Regions from separate parts of the Mus musculus genome. Here all the other regions are linked to region 1. A link is a contact called in public ChIA-PET and Hi-C data. All regions are on one chromosome and are shown on one strand. The core of a region is the stretch at or near the end of the contact, and the rest is flanking DNA. Distances in the headings are between cores, read along the strand shown. Region 1 holds the start of Pitpnb (phosphatidylinositol transfer protein, beta). Region 2 overlaps Ttc28 (tetratricopeptide repeat domain 28). Region 3 overlaps Ttc28 (tetratricopeptide repeat domain 28).

Region 1 (4,166 bases), core at 579-3,078:
AGTCAGTCTAGCATCTCTCTTCCTAGGTAGCTTGGCACAAGTCAGTTCCTGTCTATCGCATATTCTCCTGTTTTAATATCTGCCACTAGAGTAATGTTAGGTGATGTTTACAAGATACATTGTTAAAATTACTTGGAAGAAAGTTTTCATAAACTCAAAGTTCAGTAGTATGATTATGTTTTAAGTGTAAATCTTTGCTGTGTGCAGAATGCGAAAGTAAGCCTTTTTTCAGACTCCCTGTCACTAAAAAAAAAAAAAAAGTAGTACTTCTTCAGGCCAGAGATGGCCCAGCAGGCAAAGGCATGACTGGAGTTTCAGGTGCAGGACCCTAATAGGAGTAGAGAACTGACTCGAAAGCTGTCCCCTGACCTCCAAAAGCACTCGGTGTACTACCCTGTACACCCCTCTCCATACAAATGTAATTAAAAGTGTTCTCCTAAAAGTGAAAAAGAATCGTCACCAATTCATTTAACAAGAGTTTGCTGAAGGGCTGGAGAAATGGCTCTGCGGCTAAGAGGACTTGCTGCTCTGAGTAACTGGGTTCAGTTTCCAGCCCATGGACGGTGGCTCACTTCTTGCTCTAGTTCCAGGGGATCCAATGCCTAATGCCCTCTTACTACTACCTCCAAGAGCACTGTATGAACGCAGCACATATGCACACACGCAGGCAAACACTTAAATACACATATAAACAGGCAAATCTTTAAAAACACCAAATGCTGGCTGAAGATGTGCTATGTACTAAAGACTGATCCAAAAAAAATGGAGGTATCAGAGTGAGTATCCTGCACAATGTAGGGCGAACAGTCAGAAAGACAAACAATACACACTTCCCAAGACCTTTAAGGTGAGCTACTGATTTGAGGAAAAAGCATTCGAGTCAGCAGAAAGAGAAGGAAAGCCAACATACAGAGCGACAGAGGAACAAGGGGTCTTGTAATGCTGGAATGGGCAAGGAAAAAAAATTACATATGAGCAGAAAATAGAATCTGGGCAGTGTTAAGTAGAGAAACCTTGTTAGTGATTTTTACAAGGTTGACGTTAATACAGGCAAGGAATCTAGACAGCTAACTTAACGTCTTTTTTTTTTTTTGCTTCTTTTAAGAATCTGAAATTAAACCAGGGCCGAGGAAGAACAGCAACAACAAAATGGGTCACACTTGAAATTGCACAAGGGACACCGGCTCAGGTATGACAGCTGAACATTCCCCGCCACCACGGTTTCCTGTGATGTCCGTGGCTCTAAGCAGAGGGGGAAGCCACAACTTCCCAACAGAATGACGGGACCAGTCCGACGAACTTGGGAAAAGTCTTTATTTGCCGTGTTAAGCACCATGTGTTTAACCCCGCACCGAACCCAGTGAAGCAGGTGGGGCCGGTGTCTCCCCATCTTAGAGATGAGGGGTCTGAGAGCGACCGCAGGGGCATGATCTAGAGTGGGCTTCACTGAGCCTGAGGTGGGTCGGGCTCGAACTTGCGGGCGACCCTTCGCCCGGCATTCCCGGCTCCCCCGAGAGCCCCGGCCGCACCGCCGACCCTGGCGCTGACTGCGGAGGGCGGCGGCGCCGCACAGGGCCTTGGGGGCTCCAGGAAGGAGCCAACTGCGACCCGGGAGCGCCCTCCTCGCGGAGCCCACCGATCCTCCCCAGCCCGCATTCCGGAACCTCGTTCGAGCCCAACGACCCACTCACAATTCCTTAATCAGCACCATCTTCCGGGAACCCCTCACAGCCGCCGCCGCCAGCCGCCACCGCCGGGCCTCGCAACACGCAAGCGTAGCCCCGCCTCCCAATCGTCCGAGCCCCGGGAGCGCCTGCGCGTCCGCGCCCTTCCGCCGCCGGCCATTGCGTCAGCGCGCCTGGGGGAGCTGACTCCGCCCAGTCCACGCCCCGCTCACGGAGCACGAGGCCTCCACTGCGGCTGCGTGGCCCCTTGGCGCGCTGGTGAGCCTTGGAGCGCGCCTGCGTACTCTCGGCGAGCAGTGGGGCAGCAAGCGCGGCGTCCTCCTGCCAGCGTTAGTCTCTCACGGCGCTGTGCAGCCTATGGTTTCCAGTGAGTTCTCCAGTCGGGACCCTAAACGACGTTGAGTTCGCACAGGTGTGGGAGCCGAGGACGACCTCAGGTTTAGCAGGAGCGTGTTCTAGAAACCCAGACAGACCGGTGTTAAAATCCTGATGTGTTCGCCCCTTGTCCTAACTAACCTTTTTAAGGGTACATCTATCTGGTTTGCCTGTATTGTGTCTGCTCCCTGTGTGTCTCATGCATACTGAGGTTCACGTGTAACTGGAGATGCAGACAGTTGTGAAATGCCATGTGAGTGCTGGGAACCAAACCTGGGTCCTCTGCAAGAACCCCCAGTGTTCTTAACAACTGAGCCCCTGTCCAAACATTGAATCCTCAACAAAAGCAATTTTGCATGAGACAGACCCAGACCCAGTTGGGTAGACTAATTCTAGACGAATTCTACGTGTCTAAGGCATTGGTTTTTCATTATGTGCTTTCGGGGCAAAGAACTCACTACAGGAAGAATGAAAGTTAAATTTTACTAAGACCAATCAGAAGCCCGTCCCAACACGGGCTTTAAGCACTAGTTGACCTAACAACTTTGATAAAACAATTTTGAAACAGTGACTAAGTACTGCTCTTGGACTGCCCTCTGCTTCCTCACTCACTGAACTTAGTAACTTGGGATTCAAGGACCTTTTAGTGGGATTCCTAGGGAGCTGGATAGCTGCAGGAATAATCTTCTTTGTGTCAACGGGCATTTTAGGTAAATTTGATTTCTCTATACTTTGTGTCAAACCATATTTTTTCCCTCATCGAATGATCTTGAAAATATTTTCATAAAAACTAGAAATAGTCTCAAGAATATTCTTCCCCTCTCTAGTGATTGATTTATTTATATTTTATGTACATTGGTGTTTTACCTGCATGTATACCTGGATGAGGTCAGATCCCCTGGAACTGGAGTTTCAAACAGTTGTGAGCTGCCACGTCGTGGGTGCTGGGAATTGAACCCAGATACTCTAGAAGAACCACCAGTGCTCTTAACTGCTGAGCCATCTCTCCAACCCCAGTCCCAAGTGTTCCTTAATTTTGTTAGATATCAGAGCATAGGTCAGTTGTCCCGATTTGGGAAACTGGGTTGGACTTTGAAGATGAAGCCCTGGACCTGAATCCTGGCTGGTTGACTTCAAGAAATCTGGAATAAAGAATCTTGTAGAGACTTAATTTATACAACCAAAGATAGGTGACTGTTTAGAGAATAAAAAGTAGGAAGGGACTGAAAATGTAGCTCAGTTTATAGAGTACTTGCCTAATGTCCTAGCAGTGAGTTCAGTCCTTTTGATTTTTTTGAGGCAGGGTTTCTCTGTATAGCTCTGGCTGTCCTGGAACTCACTCTGTAGACAGAGCTGGCCTCGAACTCAAAAATCCGCCTGCCTCTGCCTCTGCCTCTGCCTCTGCCTCCCAAGTGCTAGGATTAAAGGCGTGTGCCACCCCGCCCAGCTTGAGTTCAGTCTTAAACACCACAAAAAAGCCAAAATTACATGAAGCACCTATACATATCACATGGTAATAGAAGGTTTTTGAATGAAAACCATATAAAAACTATCAGGGATCAGCAACAGTAAATTAAAAAGGAAAGCCAAAGAGAGGTTGAAGAGATGACTACTCTTGCAGAAGACTAGGAAGCCACCTGTAACTCCACTTCCAGGAAATAATACACATAACTTTTTTAATTTCATATAGTTCTTAAAATTGATATATAATAATAACTTCATTTCTCCCCTCCCTCTCCTACACTCCCATGTCTGACCACATTCTTCTCTCCCAAACTCAAGGTCTTTTATCACTATTATTACATATAAATGAATGAGCATATAAACACAAAGCATTTTTTTTGGCCGGGCGTGGTGGTGCACACCTTTAATCCCAGCACTTGGGAGGTAGAGGCAAACTGATCTCTGAGTTCAAGGCCAGCCTGGTCTACACAGAAACCCTGTCTAGAAAAACCAAACACATACCTATACATCATAATACATATGTACATACATGCAACCTGTGAGTCAATTCAGTGTTGCCTGCATGTATAAGTTTTTAGGGCTAACCACTCAGTATTAGATAACCAGTCAGAGGTCTCTTCCTAGGGAAGACTAATTCTCTGT
Region 2 (4,438 bases), core at 591-3,090, 130 kb after region 1:
CACCTACTTCACCTTTAAAATTGCTCTTGGAGACATCTCCCTTCCCAGAGGGGTAGAACTCTTCAGTAGGTTGGAAGTTTGATCATTTAGTCCTGGCCGTCCTCAGTGGGGGGTGCTATAATAAAGGTGACCTGACCTGTGTGTCCAGCAGGTCTGTGACAAATGGGTGACAGGCAGATAATGACCCACCCCCTCTCCTCCACCACACTGTGTCACATATAGGAAGACATTTTACAAGCGAAAACAGCAAAGCCACAAAGTCAGCTAGCCATCATGAGCCCCAAGTATCTGCTTCCACTACAGTCTCTTCATTCTGAGTTCCATGGTGACCTCAGCCACGGCACAGCACATATGCCCATGCGTTGCTTTGAGAGTGAGTCCTTTGTGCATGGGTGGCAGTCAGAACGAGAAACTGGCACATACTTCAAGTAGTTTACCTTTCTCCAGGAAGGAAAAGAGCAGCCAGCTCAACAGGACTGCACACAGAATCCCGAAGCCCCAGGAGAGGGAGGCTGGAGAAGAAGGGCTTAGTACAGAGTTCAGCGTCACGCCACGGGCCCTGCATCACAGACAGGATTTCGTGGGTTCTCCGTGGGCACAAAGGCAATGTGGATGCCTCTCTTCATCAGGCACATGAGAAGTACCAGAGCTGTGAGGCAGACAGTGCCAGCTCGCCTGACGGAGCCACGACCTGGGGGCCACCATCTGTTTTGCTAAGGCGACAGTCTGGAATTTCTGGTTGAACTCCAGGTCTCCTTATTGTGAGGCTTCACTAGTTTTACCGAGTCGCAGAGCAGATTATGGGTCCCCCCAGAGCACCCCCAGCAGCTGGGCCGAGTTATAAGCTGTCTTTGTCTTATTCAGTGTCCCATAATGGATTTGCTAGAACATACCATCTGAACCAGGGAAATGCAATTACTGACTGCCGTTGCTTCCAGTAAGTGGCCAACTCTGCCAATCTGGCTTAAGAATGTAGCCCGTTAAGCTCTGCCACAGGGGCTGTTCTGATGAGGGCCTGTTTCACAGGCGCTGGGCACATGGCAGAGCCCTTGTCCCACTTTTTAACTGCTTTTGGAGACGTTCTGAGTGGCACCAGTGAAATTTTCCCTGGCAAATGAAAGTGCTCCCTCCCCCAGGGCAACCAGCTCTCCAGCAGGACGGGGAGGGCAGCATCTCTGCACACCCAAGCCACCGAGCGGCAGCCTGAGATGCCTGGAAGTCAAGTGGGGACACGCTGAGTCAGCACTAGTGACTAAAAGTCGCCTCCTGGCTTTCCTCCAGTTCTGGGGGTGCATACTCTGCCTCAGGAGGAGCCTCTGGAAAAGTGACTTTTTGAAGTCACCATGAAATTAACAATTATGCTGCAAAGAATCTTAAACATGGAGTCTCTGTCAATTTCACTCATGTGCGTGTGCGTGTGCATGTGTGTGTGTGTGTGTGTGTGTGAGTGTGTGAGGTGGTTGCACTGTGAGGTCCGGCAGGATCTCCTGGTGGGTGGGCAGGCACACCACCTGTGAGGTGGAGATGACAGTGAGGACCATGGGAAGCCGTGCCACAGAAAATGAACTCCTTTTCTGGGTTTCCTGGTAGCTGTGCCTCACTGTCCGCATTCCTCCGGCACGCCAGTTGAGCTCTCTTAAGAGCTTAGCTGTTTCTTCAGGGAGGCTCAGTGAGCTCCAGCTCTGGCTTTAGACAGCTGCCGCTCTTCCCCATGCTCTCTATGGGACCCCGACGACGCCCCCCCCCCCCCCCCCGGTCTTTGAGGCTCCTGTTCCTGATGGTAACAAGCCTGTGTGTGTTTTCAACGCAATAATGAACACTGCGTGAGAAGCTACACCAGGCACACCCAGGCACTTGGTAAGTGTCAAGTCTTTATTCCGAGCCACTTCAAAGGTGTGTGGAGCTTCCTCAAAGGCCTTTTCATTTCCCCTTTGTGGAAACTGTTATTTGAATACCTCAAAAAGCAGAGCCAGCACCAGTTTCCTGAGGCTGGATGTTAAACACAGGAGGAACAGGCCATTAAGTTCATGTACTGAAAGGAAGGAGCAGTGTGCTATCCTAGTGATTTTCTTGTCCAGAGTCATAAATATTAGCACTCTTCAAACTTGCACAAAGGTCCCATTGTACCCACGCTTTGAGAACTTCTTGGATCAAGATCCAAAAGGTTAATATATTATTTAGTTACCTTGCTAATCAGACTGTCTTATACAGCTGTAGGGCAAGGGACTGTGTAAAGGGAGGAGAAAAATCTGCTTAATTTAGCACTACTAACTGAAGGAATAAAATTAAAATGGTACGATAAAATCCAGTTGCTGCCTGATGCTTTAACTATTTCCCAAGCTCACTGTATTTCTAGCTCATTTCAAAGGTTTGAGGTTGGGTAGATGCCTCCGTGGGTAAGGGCACTTTCTATGCAGGCATGAGGATCGGAGTTCAAATCCCCAGACCCCATGAAAAATGCATTGTGGCTGCACACACCTGTGAGTCCGCCCACACTGCGAGAGGGAGCTATGGTGAATTACTAGAGCTTGCTGGTCACAGGCCTCGCTCCAGGCTCAGCGAGACCCCACCTCAAGGAAGTCAAATGGACAGTTACAGGACACCTGACGTCCTTCTCGGGTCTCTGTGTGTGTTTGTATACACACACCTGAACGTGTATATGCCTATATACTGTCCCCATACCATATAATATACCACACGTATGCAACATATGATATACTACATAGTTGTGATGCACCGCACAATATATTGTATGCACTGCACACACTCAACACAATACAGCATACGTACAAATAAAAAAATTGAAATAAAGAAAAGGTTTGGGCTAGAGAGATGGTTCCAGTATTAAGACAGAGTTCTGTTCTTGAAGAAGCCCCTCATTTCTGCCATGACCTCCGGCTCCAGGGGACCTGACACCTCTGACCTCAGGGACACCTGTACTCACCTGCATATACCCCATGCAGATGTACATACATATATAATCTTAAAACTTAACAAAAATTTAGGAGTCAAGGTCAGCTTCATATACATTCTCTGACCATGGAGCAAGCGGTGGCATTGGAGCCTTTTGTAGTTGGAAGTAGTGTGGGGGCTGTTTACACCAAAGGCAAGGTCAGGGTCCACAGCAGTGTCTGGGAATTGTTGCTGTTACCCAGCATGAGCCTTTTAGGCTCTGGGATCCCCAGCAGGACGGAAGCTGAGCTGGAGAATGAGGTACAGGCCTGAGCTCAGTGAGCAAGAAAGAGGGAAAGGGTGCGTGTGATTGGGTGAGTTAATGCTCAGAGTTTCCCAGCATGCGTGGCTTCCAGAAGTGTGCGATTAGGATTGGTTAACATCTGGCCTTTCCCAGCATGCTTGGGTCCTATCACCTCTGCCCCATTCAGACAGACAGACAGACACTGCCATGGCTTTGCAGTCCTCTGTGAGCACACACTGAAGTTTATTTGCCGCAGGGAAGGCCTGAGGGATGATGCCTTCAACTTGATTAGCTCATGGAGTGGTGGTGAGGAGGCAGGCTGCAGGGCGTGCTCTCTCTTCCTTGGTCCAGCCATTCTCTGCCATCTTAGGACACAACTAGGGAGGCCCTCGTCAGACTTATTCCCTTGATTTTAGACTTCCCAGTCTCCACAACAATGAGCTACACCAACTTGGATGATATATAACTTACATCGTCGGTGGTGTTCTGTGATGGGAACAGCAGGCAAACTATCGTACACACTCATTTGGGACCAAGCATTAGCAGTGCCTGAAGAGGACACCAACAAGCTTAAGGCACACACCACCGAATCAGAATGCATGATGGAGCCAGCAGAGAACTAGAATACTTCATGAGGGCCATGAGCACAATGGTTGACAGGTAGAGGAAAACAGATGCTTCTAAGCCAGTTTTTCTGGCTTCAGGGCAATAAAAGAATAAGGAAGGCTTTTCACTCCACAAGGAAGGATGGTATCTGGGGAGGAAGATATATGTGGTGTGAGGAATGCTAGTGGCTTGGGGAATACTGAATTGGATTTGAGTGAGCGGCAAGAAATAAACTCAGTAGGGCACCTTAGAGGAGGAGGGGTCAGTGCTCATCCTCAGAGAGCTAAAGGGCACTCGGTGAAATGCCAGCTGAATTTAGATGTCTGTCTTTGCTGCACTTGGATGACGTTTGAGAGGTTGTGAGGGCTGCTGAGGGCTGCTGGAGAAATGAAAACGGCAGGTAAAGGACTTCAGCTTTCCTCCCGAGGGCAGTGGGGACCCAGAACAGGGTTCCGAGCACAGATATGATATGATGAGATTGAGCAGCGGGGAGTTCCTACAGAGTTGCCATGGCAACCATGTGGCACATGGTCTGAAAGAGCAGCTGAGGGACAAGTGAGGAGAAGCTCTTGCGACAACGATGATGACGATGATGACAACTACAATGATGACGACGACGACGACGACGACAGACAG
Region 3 (4,315 bases), core at 691-3,190, 170 kb after region 1:
CAGCCTGTCTCAAAACCAAAACTCAACAGCAAAAAAGAATATATGAGATAAAATGATAAAGTCAGGCGATACATTGGACACAGAGAAGTACCATCAGTGGACAGAGTGTGCCCTTCAGAATTAAGCTAACTTGCTTCATGCTCTGGAGTGTCCGACACTATGCACTGCCTGCAGACCTTACCTGTGCACACACTCATCACTACACAGTCACCCTGCTTGCCCACCCACCACCATCTCATTCAGAAAAATCTTTAAATACCAGGAAGCTATCAGGTTCACTCATACTGGCAGGCACAGATATCCCCTGCCCCCATTCCAACTTCTCCTTACAACTTTGCAGTGATAACAAATGCCGTTGTCTTTAAGATGTCAGGCTTGCTAGTTCATTTTTTGATAAAAACGTCCCCAACATCCAAGTCAAGGAAACCATTTTTCTGCCACCCTTTTCACAGAAGACGATGTCCTGTGAGCTGCCACCCACAGTGTTCCAACCGTATGAGCTGGGAAACACATACAGTCACAGGTGGGGGTGGGGGTTCTACTGGAAGTGACTTTGGCTTTGGCTGTGGTGTAGCAGAGGCAAGCTGGGCCTCATACCCAGCTGACTACAGAGAATACTAGAAAGATGTGAGACTGGCAACATCCACAATTTTATTGCTTCATAGAGTGAGGGATAAGCAGACAGGCAGAAGGAAAGGCCACAGCTAGATACAAAGATGGCAGACTTCCAGCTTCTCTTGCATACTCCTGACCAGAGACCAGATTCCTGGCGGGTTTTTTCTCCAATCAATACAGTTTCCCGACCTGTGAGCAAATCTGAAAATGTTAAGGCCAGAATAGAATTACCCCAAAGTAGGGGGTCCATCAGCCTCCCTGTCTTTATTTAAACTGACCAATCCTAAATTAGGGAGGGAGACTCTCAAGGGACCCTGAGATCTCCAGTCTCAAGGTGTGATTGGACTTCAGCTTCCCAAGCCCCACCCCTTGCTGTGCGTGTGTGTGCGTGTGCGTGTGCGTGTGCGTGTGTGTGTGTGTGTGCGCGCGAGTGTTCAGTGTGTGTTTCCTCATTCCTAATAAAAGCCTTTCTTCACCAGCTGATTCAGTCTGCTGTCTGACATTTTCCTCCCCACTGCTACCTGTTGTGTGAGAGTTTTTAAATTGTCTTTTACTTTTTTTTAACTGACAGGGAAAATAAATCTGATCCAGACTCCTAACAAGTCGGGTGAGGACGCTCTTGGGAGAAAACCCTAAGCTCGTGGCAGAGAGGACAGAGAGGTTTATGCAGCCCATGCAGCTGCCTGGGTCACACTGAGACCTTCACAGGTGGGCCGCCCTGGCTTCTGGGCCAATATCAATAAATGTTTTTTTTTTTTTTTAACAATGCAAATGGCCTCTTTTATGAAGAAACTGACCTTGGAGCTTCCCTGGAAGGCTGGGGGTGGGGGGCTCAGAGCACACTGATGCTCTGCACAGTCCTGGACTCAGTAGATTTGAGCTCTATCCCAGGGGACCACTGGCCATGGGCTCCCGAGCATGCAGCTGGGCTGCTTTTAGCCTGGGACTATTTGGTTAACCAGTGATGGGAAAAGCACCAGACACAGAGAGCTACTGTAGAGAAGATCAGAGGAGCAGGCAACAAGTTGCAAACACTCAGAAGATGTTTACAGAATAATTTTTAGTCCTCTTCCTTGATGTAAGAGGGAGCTTATTCCATCCCACAGCTATCCTGAGGTCAGGGGAGGTAGGCAGCTCAGAGGACTGATTGTGAACTGGGACCCCCGACCCCCATCTGGGGCTCGAGTAAGAGATCGAGCCACACGGAAACGGGGGGGAGGGGTTAAAAAATGTTCTATGTGTATTCCGTCAGTAACCATGCCAACCGTCTCTGTCTACAGGAAGTGGGGGTGCCTCCTGAAGCTCCCCCATCACCACACTACAGACGCTCCCCCCACCTCCCCTAGGAAACCTGATTTTCATTTTCCCTTTGTTCTCTCCTGCGCACAGAGCTGCACTCGACATAATCTTTGTGATTTCAGACTTTCCCTACTCCAGCTGCTGTGACACATCTGGTGTCCTTTATCTGGGACACCTGCTTCAGGAGTTTGACAATCAAGGTGCTGACTCAGTTCTTTTCGGGGAACTAAAACTTTCTCGTTTCCTTAGGAGTGTTAGGCGTGAGGGACGAAATGTTTAGTAAAGCACAGTCACACATCTCGTTACCAGATGCCAGGCACTTATGCAGAGCAGGAGCTCAGACTGCAGTGTCTTGTTCAGCCCCGCCGAGACACTGTGTTAGTTATCTATTGCTGCGTAACAACACGTCCACAGACAGAGCCACTTAAAACAGCACGCATTCGTTGCTCTGTCTGGTGAGTCAGGAGTCCAGGCACAGCCTCGCTGGCTCCTGTGGGATGCCAGAGGCATTGTGAAGGCGGCATGAGCTCTCATTTGGAGACTGTGCCCAGGGGAAACCTGCTCCCCAGTCTGGGTAACACTCAGCCCCTTGTGATTATAAATCTCAGAGCTTCAGTATTTTGATGGCCATCAACGGAGACTTCCCTTGGCAACAGACATCCTGTCATCTGGAGATCCTACACATGGACACTGTAGCTACTGTTCCTTTGTATCCAACAGGGAGAGGGAGATTCCAGCAGGGCAGATGCTACAATGGTACACTAACCACACACACACACACACACACACACACCCCAAAAGTGCCAGCATATGCATGATTTGTTTGTGTGTGCATACTAACCTGTGTGTGTGCATGCATATAAGCCTGTGCATGTGTGTATATACAAGCCTGTGTGTGTGTGTATACAAGCCTGTGTGTGCATGTGTATACAATCCTGTGTGTGTGTATATGTGTGTATCTGTGTGTGTGCATGTGTGTGTGTGCACGTGTATACAAGCCTGACTGTGCATGTGCAGACGCCAGGAGGATATTGACTGAGGTCCTGCTTGATTGATCTCTGCTTCTCTCCCTTGAGTCAGGGTCTCTCAATCAGTCCGCAGCTAGGGTGGTGGCCAGCCAGCCCCAGAGACCTTCCTGTCCCCACTCCCAGCATGGGGGTTACAGGTATGTGGCCACACCCTGCTTTTTACAGGGATACTTGCATCTGAACTCAGCAATCATTCTTTACCCATGGGGTCATCTCTTTAGCACAATTTTGGCATGGCCTGTTGGGAAACTCCAAGGTCCTGCTCACCCCAGGAGAGGAGGGGTCAGACTAAAGCACTGTAATGGTTGATCTCCACTGAGGAGCTGGTGTGGGTGAGAGGCACTGAGGAGGTTGTTAGTGCTCACCTTTGATGTGTGAGAGGATTAAGTGCGGCCCTCTTCATGGGCAGCACCTTCCCACAGGTTGGGTGCTGAGATGGAGTGTAAGGGGGAGAAGGAGGAAACCTGCCAGGAGGACACCGTGCCTGCCGTGGCTGGAGCTGCTTAGAGCTGATGTAACCTCCCCACCATGATGGAGTGAACCCATGAGCCAAGATAAGTCGTCTTCCCTTAATGAGACTTTCTTGGGCATCTGTCACCACCACAGCAGTCGTCTGCCTGACACAGGTGCAGACAGCAGAACTAGGCAAGGGAACTCTGCCATCTTCTCAGGAGCGTGGCTGGCATAGCTATGCTCGGGCAGGCAGCACAGTAAGACGTAAGTCTGTGAAGCCGAGGAGAGCCAAGGTTTAATGCAGCTAGCTCTGAGACCTACTGTTAACCTGAATCTCTATCCCGAGACATGGCACACCCAGGTGGGGCTGGGGTAGTGTTGACCTGCAGGAAGGCTGCTGTGGTGGACTGCACCCCGTGTAAGAATCATCAGGTGTGTACAGCAGGTGGCAATGGTGTGACTCCTGAGAACACTGCTGGTTGCAGAAGGATCATGGTCAGCTGCTAGAACTTGGATGCAAGGCTGGTGGATGTGGACTGTGTGCCCAGTGTCCTGTGTTTCCTGGGATCCCCGATGACCTGTGAGGGCCCGGTTCAAAGGCTACCTACTCTGTGAAAAGTTGCCCGACACCCAGCATCTGCCAAGGCACTTCTCGCCCTACTCTGGTGGACGAGCCTCTATGTCTACACCAATGCCCTATAGGTACAGGAGGGAAAGGACCATATCTCAGTCTACTGAAGAAGGATGATGGAGGCTATGTGTCTGTCCTGCCGTAACACTCCTGCTTCAGCCTCCATACCTGCTCTCCCCTGCTACCCATGTCTCCCAATGGCACACACACTTCTTACAGCACCAATGTTGGCTGTGTACATGAAGCTAACATGGCTACTCTAGAATGCAGATATGCACAGCTGCAGTTT

The links. A called contact is a pair of places that touch in the nucleus more often than the background predicts. ChIA-PET counts read pairs in DNA pulled down with a chosen protein or histone mark.
Region 2: a contact with region 1 is called in a Hi-C map of cerebral cortex, with 1.8 times the contacts expected there. The contact joins the enhancer-like site here to the promoter of Pitpnb in region 1. A contact is called at or near these places in 2 of 39 promoter capture datasets (embryonic stem cells and hippocampal neurons), 7 of 484 Hi-C or Micro-C datasets (the HL-1 cell line, the HPC-7 cell line, cerebellar granule neurons and 4 more), 3 of 115 datasets of contacts at active chromatin or transcription factors (embryonic stem cells and memory CD8 T cells) and 1 of 9 other capture datasets (pancreatic islet).
Region 3: an RNA polymerase II ChIA-PET map of memory CD8 T cells shows a contact between it and region 1, with 38 read pairs. The contact joins the enhancer-like site here to the promoter of Pitpnb in region 1. A contact is called at or near these places in 1 of 115 datasets of contacts at active chromatin or transcription factors (memory CD8 T cells) and 1 of 9 other capture datasets (liver).

The regions. Positions count from the first base shown.
Region 1 is chr5:111,328,359-111,332,524 of GRCm38.p6, reverse strand. Pitpnb (phosphatidylinositol transfer protein, beta) reads right to left here and starts at 1,828. Exons shown (of 12, transcript NM_019640.5): 1 at 1,692-1,828. The coding sequence starts at 1,711.
Region 2 is chr5:111,197,798-111,202,235 of GRCm38.p6, reverse strand. All of the region lies in intron 6 of Ttc28 (tetratricopeptide repeat domain 28), which reads right to left. Among named protein-coding and RNA genes, the nearest start is that of Gm35628, 35 kb to the left of the region's middle. Within about 2 kb of position 1,840, at least 84 of the 459 cell types and tissues checked have an H3K27ac peak or open chromatin away from gene starts, as enhancers often do. A contact at or near this core is called in cerebellar granule neurons, cerebral cortex, memory CD8 T cells and 1 more, where this site is marked.
Region 3 is chr5:111,157,751-111,162,065 of GRCm38.p6, reverse strand. The region is part of intron 5 of Ttc28 (tetratricopeptide repeat domain 28); the gene reads right to left. Among named protein-coding and RNA genes, the nearest start is that of Gm35628, 75 kb to the left of the region's middle. Within about 2 kb of position 1,940, at least 64 of the 459 cell types and tissues checked have an H3K27ac peak or open chromatin away from gene starts, as enhancers often do. A contact at or near this core is called in memory CD8 T cells, where this site is marked.